Regions from separate parts of the Sus scrofa genome. Here region 2 is linked to region 1. Evidence: chromatin contacts called from public HiChIP or PLAC-seq data. All regions are on one chromosome and are shown on one strand. The core of a region is the stretch at or near the end of the contact, and the rest is flanking DNA. Distances in the headings are between cores, read along the strand shown. Region 1 overlaps RPS6KA3 (ribosomal protein S6 kinase alpha-3). Region 2 has its middle 90 kb from the start of RPS6KA3.

Region 1 (7,931 bases), core at 2,933-5,432:
CCCACACACGGCATATGAAGGTTCCCAGGCTAGGGGCCCAATCTGAGCTGTGGCCCCCAGCCTACACCAGAGCCACAGCAATGCGGGATCCAAGCCTCGTCTGCGACCTACACCACAGCTCACGGCAACGCTGGATCCTTAACACACTGAGCAAGGCCAGGGATCGAACCCGCAACCTCATGGTTCCTAGTTGGAGTCATTAACCACTGAGCCATGACAGGAACTCCTCAGAATAAAATTTTATTTGGAGGTCAGAAGTCAAAATGATAACATCCTTAAAATGAAAGTTATTTTGCATTCAGTATTCAGTAGATCAGTAAGTTTTTAAAACATTAAAATAATCATATGAATTGGAAGATGAATTAAATCCAGTTTAAATATTCTAAACTCCTTGCCTAATGCCCAAGAAGAATTTATAATACTTCTTTTAAAACATGGTAACTCCCATTCTCACTAGTCATATGATTCTTAGCCCACTAGGAAAAATCTACTCAACCAAAGTCTAAATTTAAAGACAGTAACAGGAACAGATTCAGAATTTAAGTAACTGGCCTAGGAATCATGAGGTTTACTGAGATTTTTCGGTTTGTTCATTCTATGCGAACTACAAACAGCAGCAGCACTTACCTTTCAATGTGGCCTTCTTCAATACTTTCATGGCATAAAGCTGTCTAGCATCAGAGCCTGAGATTTTTTTGACTAAGAAAACCTGTATTTAAATAGGAGAAAATAAGTTTTACAAAGTATAACAAACTATACTATTGCTAAAGTAAGACTCCTATTGTAATATAGGTTATTAATAGAAAGGTTCTGATATATTAACTGTTTGCCAGCTTCCAAAGACCAAGCAACATGTAAGACAGAAACAAAAATCATTAAACTAAACTATGTGGCAATTAGATAAAAGTCTAACATCTTTAAAGTATAAAATAAGTAGTGATTGCTCTGCTTTTAACAAAACAAAAACTCTGATTCCACAAAAACTGTTACATGGGAAGAGTTCCCTTTGACCACAAATTTCTGTTGATGAATAGTCTTTTTTTGGGGAGGGGCGGCATCCCTCAGCATATGGAGCTCCTGGGCCAGGGATCTAATCCAAGCTGCAGCTGTGAACTAAGTTGAAACTGAGGCAACGCTAGATCCTTAACCCACTGAGCGAGGCCAGTGATCGAACCCACGTCCTCATGGATACAGACAAGTTCGTTAGTGCTGAGCCACAACAGGAACTCCTGAAAAGCCTCTCTCTTTCTTTTTAAAGATTTTAATTTTTGCTATTATAGTTGATTTACAACTGAATAGTCTTTTTTATATTTGAAAATTTCACATAAATTTCTCATTGATGGGTGGAATAATTCTTTTAAATTTTTAATTTTTTTTTCTTTTTAGGGCAGCACTTGTGGCGTATTGAAGTTCCCAGACTAGGGGTTGAATTGGAGCTGCAGCTGCCAGCCTACACCACAACCATAGCAACACGGGATCCTTAACCCACTGGGCAAGGCCAGGGATTAAACCCACATCCTCATGGATCCTAGTCGGGTTCGTTAACCACTGAGCCAAGATGGGAACTCCTAAATTTAAAAATTTTTAAGTATAGTTGATTTATCATGTTATGTTAGCTTCTGATATACAGCAAAGTGATTTAGTTATACACAAATATATTCTTTTTCATATTCTTTTCATTATGGTTGATTACATGATATTGAATATAGGTCACTGTGCTATACAGTAGGACCTTGCTGCTTATCTATTTTATATACAGTGGTTTGTATTTGCTAATCCCAAACACCAAATCTATCCCTCTCCCACTCCCTTTCCCCTTTGGTAACCACAGTTTGTTTTCTATGTCTGTGAGTCTGTTTCTTTTTTGTAAATAATTTATATCTTTTTAAGATTTCGTATATAAGTGAAATTATATGATATTTGTTTTCCTCTGACTTAATTGATTTAGTACGATAATCTCTAGGTTCATCCATGTTGGTGCAAATGGAATTATTTTTTATTTTATTTTTTACGGATTGAACCCGCAACCCCATGGTTCCTAGTCGGATTCGTTAACCACTGCGCCACAAGGGGAACTCCTATTTTTAGTTTTTTAAGGAACCTCCATACTGTTTTTCACAGTGGAAGCACCACCTTATATTCCCACCGACAATACAGAAGGGTTCCCTTTTCCCCACACCTACCCCAACATTTGATATTTAGAGACTTTTTAATGATGGCCATCTGACTGGTGTGAAGTGATACCTCACTGTAGTTTTGATCTGGGCAGAGCAATTTAAAACACTTATACTGAAGAAGGCTACTCACAAATTTTTAATGTATATTAAATCAGAATCCTGCTTTCTTACCTTTTAAAAATCAAATATACAGGTACACTTAAATATGAAGAACACAATTCCCAGCTATGTTATTGAGCATCTTGATTTTCCAAATACTTTAAGTTGTTTTTAAAATATAGTGTGGGATTTATGCAAAATAAAGAGCCTGCTCTAAATAATTCAGTCATGCTATAATATGACTCATGTAAAACTATCGATAAATCCCCTCTACTCATTTTGACCATTAGTTTTATGATCTCTTCCATCAAACCTTTAAAAGGTCTTACTTAGTGGACCTTAATTCCAACTATTTTCCTCCTACCCATTCTTTTCTAGCAGTGCTATTGAGCTGCCACAGATAGTAAGAAGAGATGCGGTTACAATCAACAACTTTAGGGTCATCTCTCAATTATCTGCATTAGAACAATAGGTTACTGGCACAAAATCAAAAAATGATTCATTCGACTTATTCAAGGGCAAGGCAGAGTTCCTTACTTTGAGAAATTGTGCCAAAGACAATGGGCAATGACCTCAAATCAAGTGAAAAGTGCCACAATGTGTACAGAAACCCTGATGCAGGGTGTGTTTCTCTCCCCAAATCACTGCCCTGTCCCCCTTTCACTGTGACCCACCCTTTAGTTTCTTTCAGTCAATTAGCACTGAGCCAACCTAGGCAGAGATAAGTATTCTCAATCGGGGTGTTTCCTAAGATGGAATGATGTTCAAATGCTAAAGGCAATCAGAGATTATGAAATTTTTTTTTTTTTTTTTTTTTTTTGCTTTTTAGGGTCACACCCATGGTATATGGAAGTTCCCAGGCTAGGGGTCAAATCGGAGCTGAAGCTGTCGGCCTATACCACAGCCACAGCAACTCAGGATCTGAGCCACGTCTGTGACCTACACCACAGCCCACGGCAGTGCCAGGTCCTTAACCCACTGAGTGAGGACAGGGATCGAACCCATATCCTCATGGATAGCAGTCGGGTTTGTTTGTGCTGAGCAACTACAGGAACTCCCTGAATGTTTTTGAGCTGAAATAAATTCTAATTTGTTAGGTGGAGATAATTAGGAGTCATCTGATGCTTATTATTCTTTCTTAAGATTTCCTAATCAAGCCTCTTTGTGCCATTCTATAAGAAAAATTCTCCTCATGGGTTCCAAACTTTCTTCCCCCTTATTCGAAAGCACCTTCTTTATACTTTTCAGCATTTCCTATTAGTTTTTGCAAAGGACCTTCACAAGCATTTGCTATACATCATCATGATAATTTTGGGAGGCAGGCCTACTAAGCAATGCCTATTTTATAGCTGCCCAAGCTAGGGCTTCGAGAGGTTAAATAATTCACCTAGTGACACAGTGGAGGTACTGGGACAAGAACCAGGCCAGCCATTCAGTTCTGTGCTCCTGCTCAGCGCACTCAATCTGTTCCCTCGGGCTGTCACCAGTCAAGCACAGCAGGAGCAGTCCCAGATGCCATTGGATCTTCCCCCACTAGCATTTCTGACCTTTCGAACTCCTCCATGAAGCTATTCTTAGGCTCTGACAGGTCATCCCTGTTTCCTTGGCTTAGACTGGCTTTTGAGGATGAGTAAGAAAGGAGACGCCCTACTTTTAATGTCTGCTCTTTATAGTAAGGTATCTAAATTACTTTTAAAGAAATAAAAGGAGAAGTATGCTAACTCCTGGAAACTTCAATATTATGTTCCCTGGAAATAAATCCATCTATTTGGGTTTAACCATAATAAATTGCATGATAATACAATCTTACAGCAGATATTACATGCTTGGTCTTATATTATTTAATTCTCACTACTACCCTATGAGGGCAGGACTATTATTAACTCATTAATTCTTTTCAGAATTATATACTAGGTACTGTGCTACTGGTTTAATGCTGAGACATGGTACAAGGCATGCATGGGCCCTGCACTCATGGAACATATAGTCTAGTAGGGGAGATAGCCAATAAACAAATAATTATACAAACAAAACCCTCCAACTGTGGTGAGTGCTGTATAGATGAGGTATATACCATTCTGAGAAGGTATATGAATGTGACCTAGTCAGGATGGCTGGGAAGACTTCTTTGAGATCATAAGCATGAGCAGAGGTAACCAGATGAGGAAGGGGTAGGGGTGGGGCAGGGTACTTCAGGAAGAAGAAACATGTGCAAAAGGCTTTTGCTTACAGTCTAAAAAGGAAGGCCAATGTGGCCAGAATAGAGGTAGTGAAAAGTATATAAACTGATGTTGTTGAGGTAGCTAGTGGGCAGATTGGGGGGGCTCTTCAGTCATCTTAAGAATTTGTCTTTCTCCTAAAAGCAAAGGGAAGCTATTGAAAGGTTAAGGGAGTAGAGTATAAAACTAGCTCTTGTTGGTTGTCATATGGCAATGGCTTGAGGCAAGAATAAATTTGGGAAGCCCAAGTTAGGAGCCTCCTTCAATAAGCCAGGAAGAAATGATGGTGGCACAGACTGGCTAAGTACCAGGGAGAAGAAGAAAACAGGCAAGACTTGAGAAATCTTTACAGAAAATTTCTGATCCATCCACAAATCAACAGAACTTGTGGGAGTTGAGTGGGGCAGGGTGGGGGTGGGAGGGATGGTGGGGACCAGAAGTTATGTGTCAAGAATGCCTCCCCAAGCTTCTGGCTTGCTTAATTGGATGCCATTCATAGTGACAGAGAAAAACGAAAGAGGAGAGGTTTGGGGGTTAGGAGAAAGCATGAGTTTGGTCATAGACACGCTGAGTTTAAAATGCCTTTGAGACATGCAAAGAGAAAAGTAGTGGTACATAGAGTTCAGACTGGGAGGCACAATCTAGAATGGAGAAACAAATTTGTTATGTCAGCTGAATGTGGGTTTTATTAAGACAGTTGGCATAGAGAAAATAATTAGTAGGGAATAAAGACTGAGAAGAGAGCCTAGAACGAACCTTGAGGAACTTCAATACCTAATGACTGCCTAGAAATGGGGCTCCAAAAAGTTAAATAACTTGCTCAACCACACAGAGCAAGTAGAAGAAAAAAAAAGAGAATCCATGTCTGGCTGACCTAGAGCTTAAACTTGCAACCATTATCTTCTGCTGGCTACTTTTGGATTGAAAACATCATATTGGGTTTGGAAGATGTTAACAGCTGTAACAGATTACCTATGTTCGCCAAGGATTACTAAATGGTTTCATTAAAATACATAAAATGGTGTTATTTTGAAGCTTGCAAAGCATGATATCTTCAAATGTTTCCTGAGAAAGCACAGCAATGCAAAAGTTGAATGCAACATCAGAATGTTCCTCTTGCTGAGAAAAGGACCAGACAGATCAAGCAGTAGTGATTATAATGCTGTACTTCTCAAAATGGAGTACAGGAAGTGCTCTTGAAGTATGCAGCAGAAGAATGACAAGGATGTTATATCTTCTGCAGCAATTTTGGTTGGTGGATTTGGGAAATATTTTGTGATATTAAAAACACACAGATATTACTGAATAGAATGCAACCCCTGCATTCACTTTGAAGCCAAGCTATAAGTCCCCCAAATTTCATACTTATAGTGGGAGTGCCCCACCCTGGTTCCTTAGGAGTACCCATTCACTTTCTGCTGGTATTAGGGATTCTCTGGAGGATTGAGATGCACTGGCATTGCAAGATCACCTTCTAATTCTACACAAAGACTCAGAAAGAGGCCAGTGTATCAAGGAAACATTTTGTGATTTTTAATCATTCAGGAAGTGCAATTAGGGAGATCATATAGTCTTGAAGATAAAACTAACATGAGGTGAAAACTGCCAATTTACAAAAGTTTGCAATGTACTTTTGAACAACTTTATTCATTTTCTCACAATTACTGACAGTGAGAAATGTAAAAACACAGAAAATGCTGCTTTGTAGGGAGATCAGTAGTATTTCAAAAAATATTTCCGTTCCCCATTTGTATGAAATATATATGAATTACAGAAAAAACAACTTTTAAAAAAGCACACATTCATTACTTACCTTTCCAAATGATCCCTGCCCTAATACTTTTAAAAGTTCAAATTGGGAAGGATCCGCCTTTTCATGTCCTTCCTTTACATGATGTGTGATTGCAATTTCTTTGATACTGCCTTCTTCCTGTTGATGCAAATTTAAGGGGATAAAACAGAGTTAGAGCTACTTCCTCTGGCAATAATAAATTTGCAATACAAATTTAGTTTATCATATTAGAAATCCTCAAATTAATACACACAAATCAACTTTACTGGCGTGCCAAGTAAAAAGAGAACATATACCAAGCAAATATACTTTTTAAGTGTCAGAGACAGAATATTAATAACAGTCAAGGACACTGGCCAGCTGAACCTCTACATAACATTACTACTGAGTATTTTCACGTCTTCACTCTTCCTACTGGAGATAATCAGAGTAAGTGGTTTAGCTGGGTGAGGGCAGAGTGTGTAAAGAAGTCTGAAAACAGATCAGAGTAATCTCTTGTGCTCTTACATGTGGTTGTATCAGGTAGAACCAATGCTGGTCTCAAAAAATCCTGGTTATTGGGGAGAGGGGCTGAAAAATATTCCAGGGTAACCATGTATTTTCTACCCTCAGCAAGGCCATTTGAACTGGCAGGCTGAAGTTCATTGTGTTTGAAATATCAAAGTTACTTTCTGTTTCAAGGACTACCTGAGATCTGAGAGGGGAGAAAGGGATAACTCTAAAACACAAAATCAAAAAAGATTTAACACTTGGATGGAGGATTAGATAGAAAAAAAACTGTTCAGTATGATGCAACGGTAGGAAGTCTTGGGGTTAAGAGAAGGATACTTAAAGATGGTGGGTACTTTACTATATATGAGAAGTGTCTGATGAGAAAAGCTGAAAATATATGTAAGTATATACAGAATTTCAATTACTTATTTACCCTGAGTCAACAGATCAAGTACACCTTATTTAATCAAGACACATATTATAAATCAGCCCAAAACTACAACAATAAAACAAAACTCAACAAGAAACATAAGCTTGTGAAAGACTATCTTTTTTTGCATATAATATTTTTCTAGTGTATATATACTATTAGTAGGATCTAAATGTGTTACACAAACATAAGTAATTCATTATTTTTATTACCATTGTATTCCATATAAATGTTTGAACTCAAATAACATTCTCTTGCACGCTCAAAGAAGGCTGGCGATATAGGTAATTACAAAGATTTCTCAAAAATATATTCCTGGCTATCCTAATGTGGTAGCTTTTGAAAATAAGCAGTAAAAGGGAAAAAAGCTCTTCTAAGAGGACAAAAAAAGAAATCCAGGTCCATGATTTTACTCTGTAAGACAGAAGCTGTAGTTTGTAGAATGTTCTACTAGTGAGGCAGCTTAATAATCATTCTGGACTTTCTTGGAACTTTGGCAACAATAATAAAACAATCCCTTAATACTGATCCTGTGCAGCAGGCATTAGGGTAGAATCAAACATTAGCTGACTCCTTTCTGGGCATCTCTCCTCTCCAAATGAGATCAATGTACAAGAGTTTGAGAGTGACAGCTGTCCCTGGGAACATCAGGAACAAAAGAATGCAAATTATCAAAATCTTGAAAAAAAAAAAAACCATGGAAACTGTCAAAGAACAATGTA
Region 2 (7,931 bases), core at 3,367-5,866, 160 kb after region 1:
CACCACTCTCCTTTTCACAAGGGAGTTTGTGATTCTTAGAACCTAAGGGTAATTTCTTATCGATGAGTATTGCACAACACCACCACTTCTTATGGTGCACAGTTTTGCCACAGTCACACGCACAATGTCGCTTGAGGATGACTTGTCTCTTAGGGTTGCCAGGGTCACGTATCCCCAGAGGGTGGCTGTTTCCACCCTGGAGGTGGTGGTCCTGGGCAGGTTTGGGATGAGGCACTCCTCTTCCCTCACCCTAGTCCTGTTATTGGTCTTGGTGAGATATGTAAGGGAGATAGAGAGGTAATATACACGATAGCCCTGGTACATTGTCTCAAACACACTAGGGTCTCAGTGTTAGTGTCATTGTTTCTTAAGGGAAAGGAGCCTGGAAACAGGGATGGAGCTGCAGTTGAACTAACTGCTACTGAAGTTCTTGGGCTGGGAAAAGTCCAAACCTGGGGTCCTCATCCCAGATCCCAGATTGAGATACTCCCAGAACAAAGGGCTATGCATCACTCGAAGGTATATGCCTCTGAGTGGGGCCTCAGGTTCCTCATCTATAAAATGCAAGGCTTGGAGCAGATCAGTAGCCTACACCCACTCAGTTCTTAGAACTGTTCCCTTGCCCCACAGTGTCACCACCTCATGAAAATTATTGAACTGGATGATCTGTATGTGCTCTTCCAGAAAAGAATAGAGTTAGCAACATGGCTGGCTGGCAAGGAACTGCAGCAGGTCTTCCACTGTTTGAACCCATGTCAAGCCCTCCCTGTGTCACTTATAGACAATCAAAGTGAGATAACTACCCTATGGTTTTAATGAGTGTAGCCAATAAAGGTAACTCACAATAGGTTCCACTATTTTTAAAAATGTAATAATTACCCTTAACCTAGGCCTTAATAAAATAGGGGCCTACAATGAAATGTCAGCAATGGGCAGGGAGAGGAAGCTAAGAACGTCCTGAATCAGCTGTAGAGGAAACGGAGGGGGAAGAAGTGAAGATGATGTAGGGCAGTGGTTTTCAAGGAGTGGTTTCTGGACCAGTGGCAAAGTATCACCTTGGAACTTTCTAGAACTTGCCGAGTCCCTCTCCCTCCATTGCTCCCACCCCCGGCTTACTGAAGCAGAAACTCTGGTGCTGGGGCCCAATCACCTGTTCTAAAAAGCTCTCCACCATGGGATTCTTTTTTTTTTTTTTTTTTGTCTTTTTTGTTGTTGTTGTTATTGTTGTTGTTGTTGTTGCCATTTCTTGGGCCGCTCCCGCGGCATATGGAGGTTCCCAGGCTAGGGGTCGAATCGGAGCTGTAGCCACCCGCCTACGCCAGAGCCACAGCAACGCTGGATCCGAGCCGCGTCTGCAACCTACACCACAGCTCACGGCAACGCCGGATCGTTAACCCACTGAGCAAGGGCAGGGACCGAACCCGCAACCTCATGGTTCCTAGTCGGATTCGTTAACCACTGCGCCACGACGGGAACTCCTCACCATGGGATTCTGATGGACACTAAAGGTGGAGAATCCTCAGTGTAGCTGATGCTGCTGGGGCCCCACCCACACCCCCTTCCCATGCTGTGCACACAGCTGCCAAGTGCCAGAAATACTGGTTGCTGACTGCTCTCAGCCAGCCCCATCTCTGGAGACTTGCCTTTGGCCAAATAGAAGCCACAGAGCCCGAGAGGTTACAGCCCCCTGCCCCTGGCCCCCAAGGCCCAGTCTGAGACTGGGGTATGACAAGCTGGCCCTTTAGTCTTGAAGAGGGACAATTTGTGGTGGATTTATGCTCTGGGCTTTACCAGAGACCACATCCTTGCTTGGCTCATTCCCCATCCTGTTCTGCCTCCTCCCCTCCATAACGGGCTTTTCCAGCAAGCAGTCCTTCACCCCATCATGAGCATCTGAATCCCTCTCTCAGGTTCTGCTTCTAGGCAAAGCAGATGGGAAGGCGAAAAAGGCTCCCATGATGGAAATGAATATGTAGAGAATACATGACTTAGACATCATTCAGTCTGACCTTGAGTCAAAACAAATGTGTTTTCCAACAGAAATACATTTACATGCTTCAAAACCCACACAGTAGAAAATGATATGTGGTGAAAGGTCTCTCCCCTAGCCCACTCCCTGTCTGCACATTCACCTCCTTTCATAGGTCACCACAGTTATTATTTGCTTCTGAATTATTCCAGGGATTAAAAAAAAATGCTGCATATACAAGCAAATACAAATTTCTATTCTCTCCTGCATCCCCTTTACACAAACAATACTCAGTGTTCTGTATTTGCTTTTTCCAACTTTACACTATACTTTGGAGCATTTCCAATACATATACATAGAAAGCATACTCATGCCATTTTTATAGACACATAGGATTCTCCTGTAGGGCTATACCACAGTTTCCGTAACCAGCACCCCTATCCATGGCCCTTTAGGTTATTTTCAACTTTTTCCTTCAATCTGACATTTGAAAATTATTGGACCACATAATGTTGCCTATATAAGTGTGAATTTTCAAGATTTTGTAGTAGTGAGGTATTGAAGAGGATAATAACTCTTTCTCAGATGGGCTATCTTAAATAAATGTTGAGGGTTGTGTTAGGTGGGAATCTCCCCTTTACAAAAACCAGAATCTGAACTGATACATTGAAAAGGCACATAAATTAGGAGATGACGACTTTCTTTTAAAATTGCTTCATTTGATAAAAGGTTGACCAGAGTTCTCCTTTAGATGGAGAACTGTGGTCTTTAAAATATGACTTAATCTTGCAAAAATTTGAGCTACCTTAATCTTTACAAGAACACATCTAGTATATTAAATAAAGCAAGCTGTTCCTATATTGTTTGATATTTAATCACACAGTGTGCTGGAATTCATAAGGACCATTTAAACCGTAATATCACTGTGCTGAACTACTATACATAATATAGATGAGTAACAAGGACCCGTTGGATAGCACAAGGAAATTTACTCAATACTGTGCAATAGCCTATATGGAAAAAGACTGTGAAAAAGAATGGATAAATGCATAACTGATTTACTCTGATGGACACCTGAAATTAACACAACTTTGTAAGTCGACTATATTCTAATAAAATTTTAAAAAATATTACTGTGCTGAAATTTTGTTACAGTCAATGGCTACTGGTTAGGGTTTGGCAATCTTTTTGTTGAATAAACATTTTTTTGCCAAAATGGTACTCATTTTTATGAAATTCAATCTGGAATCATCCTTGGGGATTTTGAAAGATGCAGTTCACTTTTTAGAACCTGGCTTTGGAAAATATTTTGGCTTGGCATTGTAGATATTTTGTTTTTAATCTGACAAATCTTTTCAACTCTCATTACTAGTTTTTCTTTCACCAGAAGGAAGGAGGTGTGCTAAATATTTTCCAAATCGATTTCTTAGAAACAAAACAGTTTGTTTTACTAACTGCCGAGGAAAGCCTAAGTAAGAGCTATGCTTGCGATAGTACGAATAGATTTCGGAGCGCTTTCTCTCTTTTTTGACATATCAGATTTCAATGGCATAAACTGCCATTTCGGGTTCAAAATTTGTTTTTTTAGTTCCCTTTAACACCTTACTCTTAATTTCCACCAATGTTACACCTACACAGATGGCAAATACTGAGAAGTGTTATCAATACTGTTTCCACAGAGCAGGGAAGCTGTCAAATGTTGACGGAAGGGAAGAATTTGGTCTTTATAACAGACTAGTGGGTCTTCGCTGTCTCAGCAATTAGGATTCAAAAATCCTCAGTCCTGTATATCACCCCATGAAAGTGCAAAATAAAAATAGGAATTGTTGCTGCTTTAGCATATGTAGGTACACATTAATTCAGGTAAGAAAGGAATGTGTTACCTAAGGCCAGAGAGGTTACTTCCATTACCCTGGGCAGGAGCTTTAACTGGAAGGGCACTTTCTAAATTTCCGGAGGAGCCCACAGAAATGACAGACAGTGAAGAGTCACAGACTTTTCTGAACAGAATTTTGTGGCAAAACATGGAAAACAGGGAAAGCATTTCATGTTTTATCCATGTGCTCGGTTTTGCCAATATTGGCTGAATGTTGCATAACAACACAGTAGCTGTACTTACCGCAGCTGTCGTTTAAGGAATGTGGCAGATTTGCTTGACTTAAAAATTCTTCCAGCAAAAATTCCATTTTTTACTTTAGGAATTTTACTTAGGAATTGGGGCGAAGGCTCAGAAAAACGCAGACTTGAATGCCCAGTGCTATTTTCCTGTCCCATCCGCTTCCCTGCTATTTGGGCTCAGGGAGGGCACACTAGGGACGGGACCCCAAGGGGCTGGACGGGCCGAGGGGGAAAACTATGAGCTTCACTCAGGGTGGCGGTGTCTGTGAAGCTGGTGGGCAAAGAGAATCAACTCTGTTGAAGGTGGGGCGGGAGGTGCTCACCCTGAAACAAGGTGAAGGAAAGGACCAAGGCCAGCTGCCTAAGAAGGACTCGGGAAGCCTAGGGTGGGAAAGTGAGCCTGCGGGAATTTTGGAGCCCAAGTGCACTTTCTGTGCAGTGGCCTTTCAGGGTCTCACGGGTGGCGTGGGCATCGAACTCTTCCTTCTCTCCCTTTCCTCACAGCTCCCTTTCACCAGGTGACCTGGTGTGGAACTCTGAAAATCTAAGAGCTCACCCATCTGGAATGTGAAGAGGCAGCATCTAGATAAGAGGGTTTGGATTACAGGAGTGAAATGAGGCTGTTTTTTCCTTTTTTTTTTTTTTTTTTTTTTTTTACCTCCTATCGACTTGGTTGATCAAAAAAAAAAATGTTGTCCAATCTACCTCACAAATATTTACCATTTTAACCACTTTTAAGTGCACAGTTTTGTGGCATAAAGTACACTCGCATGGCTATGCAGCCGCCACTAGCATCCATCTCCAGAACGTTTTCATCTTCCCAAGCTGAAACTCTGTCCCCCTTGCACCGGAACTCCCGGGTCCCCTTTGCCCCCGGCCCCTGGCAACCAGCATTCTGTTTTCTGTCTCTAGGTGCCTCATCTCATCATTTTTGCAAGCATAAAACTCCTTCACTTTGCTCCATACTGGCTGGTTGAGGGCTTGCATTTGACTGTAGATACTCCTTATGGGGACAGACCCAAGGGGGTCTGTCCAGTTGGGCAAATGCTGCCTGCACCAGGTTGCACATCATCCTGCCTGTGTGCCCGTGTGGACCGGACCGGGGAAGGGGCCAAGGGGAAGCCGCTGTTTCAGGCTGGAGTTTGGGATGGAGACTCCCCTTGTATTTTGGTTACTCACGGGTAGACAGAGGAAGTTGAATTTTAAAAGCTGTTTAATGAGGGAATGGTGAGGGCTGGGCAAACACGATTAGTCACGCAGCTCCCGGCCGAGGTTATTTATTCTCCGGAGAAGCCCAGTGCTGGTGACGGGGATGGATCGCTGATCGAGAAGCTGAGTAAATTTGACCAAGAGGCCTGAACCGAGGGGGAAACTGGTCTCTCTCTGAGGTCTATTGACACTGAATAGAAACGTGGGCTTAATTCCAATTTGTTTCCTAGCAAAATAAATACACAAATATCAAGGGAACTTCCTTGTTTTCAGAAAGAGGAAAGAGTCGAAGCTATTACAAGTATAAAAGGCAAATGAAAAGGAGATGAGTGGTTTTGAGGATACGATAAAAATATCTCGGTAGGCAGTTCCACATAAGTGTAAAAGGATACTCTGAAATCTTTCCCGGCTGCAAGGGCGAGGAGGAGTGAATTACATTCCCCAGAAAGGTTGTGGGTGGGATTATATTCGCGGACATGCTGGGCTTGAACACCGTGTGGACCAAGTCACAACATAAACCTTAGGAAAAACGTGTTCTTTTTTGCTAAAATCACGACAAACTCATCTCTCTTAAAATGCCGACATTATGCTAATAAAGCCTAGAACCAAATATGCAGAAAAATATTTATTGAGTGGATGAGTGAACAATATACATACTTTAGAACTATAAAGCGTTCCCAGTTTAAAGAAATCCTATGCATTTTAAGGTATGTTGATGAAGCTCCAGTTCCTGACACCATGGAGCTCTCAGAACTCAGGGCTGCATTTGCTTTAATTAGGGATCTCAAGACTATGATGTGCGCCCTCTCTTACTAGGAGCTAAACTGTTACAACCAACATTTTACACTGTCAAGCAGAGACTAGTCTGTCCATGGACAGTGTCCATCTGTTATTACCTACAATAAACCAAACATTTAGACGTGAACTGAGAATTCACGGTGGGTCCTTTCACACCACCTTTCACACTAGTTTCTTGCAGCAGTTTTGAGAATGTATTGTTTATTTAAACTTATCATGTCCTAGTTCTAAATAAATAGCACAGACACATTGTAGAAAATTTAGGATTACAAATAGCTGTAACAAAAGATAAAAAACACTGGTGACTGACTACTCAGATGTAAATATTCTGATGTATTTTCTTATTTGCTATATATACTAATAATGAGATTCCAGTTTCATATCTTCCTTTTTCATTTAATATTTGATCGCGAGCATTTTTCTTGGCCATTAAAGATTCTTCAAACATGGTTATGATTATGGCTGCATCATTTAATCATGAAGCTGCAACATACTTTATTTAACAGTTCCCCTGGTGTCAGAGACCTAGATTCTTTCAAGTTTTTGTTATCAGAAATGGCTCTTTGATGAGCATTTTTCCCCTAACAATCTTTGACCTTATCTTCAGGTCAGAATCCCCAGGATTAGGAATATACAGTTGTTAAAGTTCTTAAAACATTGTGCTATATTCTTTTTTCCATAATCACACTCTCACCAGCAGAGTAAGAGTATTCCTGTTAGTGTTCTCCTTACAACAGAGGAAGCACGAGAATTTGAAAACTAACCTTCCCGCTCTGGCAGGTGTAAGATGATTATCTCAGGGTTATTTGAATTTGCACTTTTTTGATTGCTACTTAGGCTGAAAAACTTCAATACGTTGATCGGTTGTGTTTCTCCTGAAAATTTTCTGTTTGTGTCCTTTGTCCACTTTTCCCCTGTTTGTTTGCCTTTTTATGCTTGAGAAGAATATCCTTGACACTAAAAATATAGTCCTTTGTCACTAGTAGTAACCAATAGAAAACTCAATAGGAAAACAGAGGTTCATAATAGCAGTATAAATTATAAAATTCCTGGGAGGATTTTATAGAGAAAAATTTTTAACTTTTTTGAAGGATCTGAATACATGGAAAGCTTGCTGCATTTATATGTAGGAAGACTTAATACTTTATAAATTCTCCCCAGGTTAAGCTATAAATTTAGGATAATGAAAACAAAAATCTGTACAGGATTTTTTTGGGGGGAACTCAACAACAACAGAGTCTACGTTTCATATGAAACAATGAAAGCGAACAAAGATCTTAAACAATTTTGAAAAAGAACAAAAGATGGAAGTGGGGGGAAGGGGAAAGCCAGTCCTTCTAGATATTAAGATATAATCCCAAATTACAACACTCTGAAAGAAGGGTATTGGCACAGAAATAGACAAACTAAATCCATGAAACAGAATAGAGACCCTGCCCCCAAAGAGCCATGGGTATGTAACACGGCTTTTTTCACAAATCATTTGGGAAAAGATGAACTGTGCTCAATAAACGGTGGGTGCTGGGACAATTGGCTCTCCATATGGAAAAAAATTTAAAATTAGATCCTTATATCATGTCCCCAAATAAATTTTGCTACATTAAAGTCCTAGAGGCTAAAACAACAGCAAAACAATGTCCTTAAAGAGAAGAAAATATGAGAAGCTCTTGATGACGTAGTTCATGACGTTATTATCTCTTGCCTGGATGCCGTGGTCCCTTCCAACCAACCTCTCTGGTTTCTGTCATGCCTCCCCCAACCCGTTCTCGGCACTGGAGAACACAGTGACTCTTACATTGTAAGTAAGATAAGGTCCCTTTCTTGCCTCTCCACAGTG

The links. HiChIP or PLAC-seq counts read pairs in DNA pulled down with a chosen protein or histone mark.
Region 2: a contact with region 1 is called in an H3K27ac HiChIP or PLAC-seq map of skeletal muscle. The contact joins two enhancer-like sites. A contact is called at or near these places in 1 of 47 Hi-C or Micro-C datasets (skeletal muscle) and 2 of 2 datasets of contacts at active chromatin or transcription factors (alveolar macrophages and skeletal muscle).

What each region holds. Positions count from the first base shown.
Region 1 is chrX:16,506,814-16,514,744 of Sscrofa11.1, forward strand. RPS6KA3 (ribosomal protein S6 kinase alpha-3) reads right to left here. Exons shown (of 24, transcript XM_021080348.1): 5 at 6,309-6,425; 6 at 628-709. Among named protein-coding and RNA genes, the nearest start is that of EIF1AX, 61 kb to the left of the region's middle. Within about 2 kb of position 4,183, at least 1 of the 83 cell types and tissues checked has an H3K27ac peak or open chromatin away from gene starts, as enhancers often do. A contact at or near this core is called in skeletal muscle, where this site is marked.
Region 2 is chrX:16,662,670-16,670,600 of Sscrofa11.1, forward strand. No RefSeq gene overlaps it. Among named protein-coding and RNA genes, the nearest start is that of RPS6KA3, 90 kb to the left of the region's middle. Within about 2 kb of position 4,617, at least 5 of the 83 cell types and tissues checked have an H3K27ac peak or open chromatin away from gene starts, as enhancers often do. A contact at or near this core is called in skeletal muscle, where this site is marked.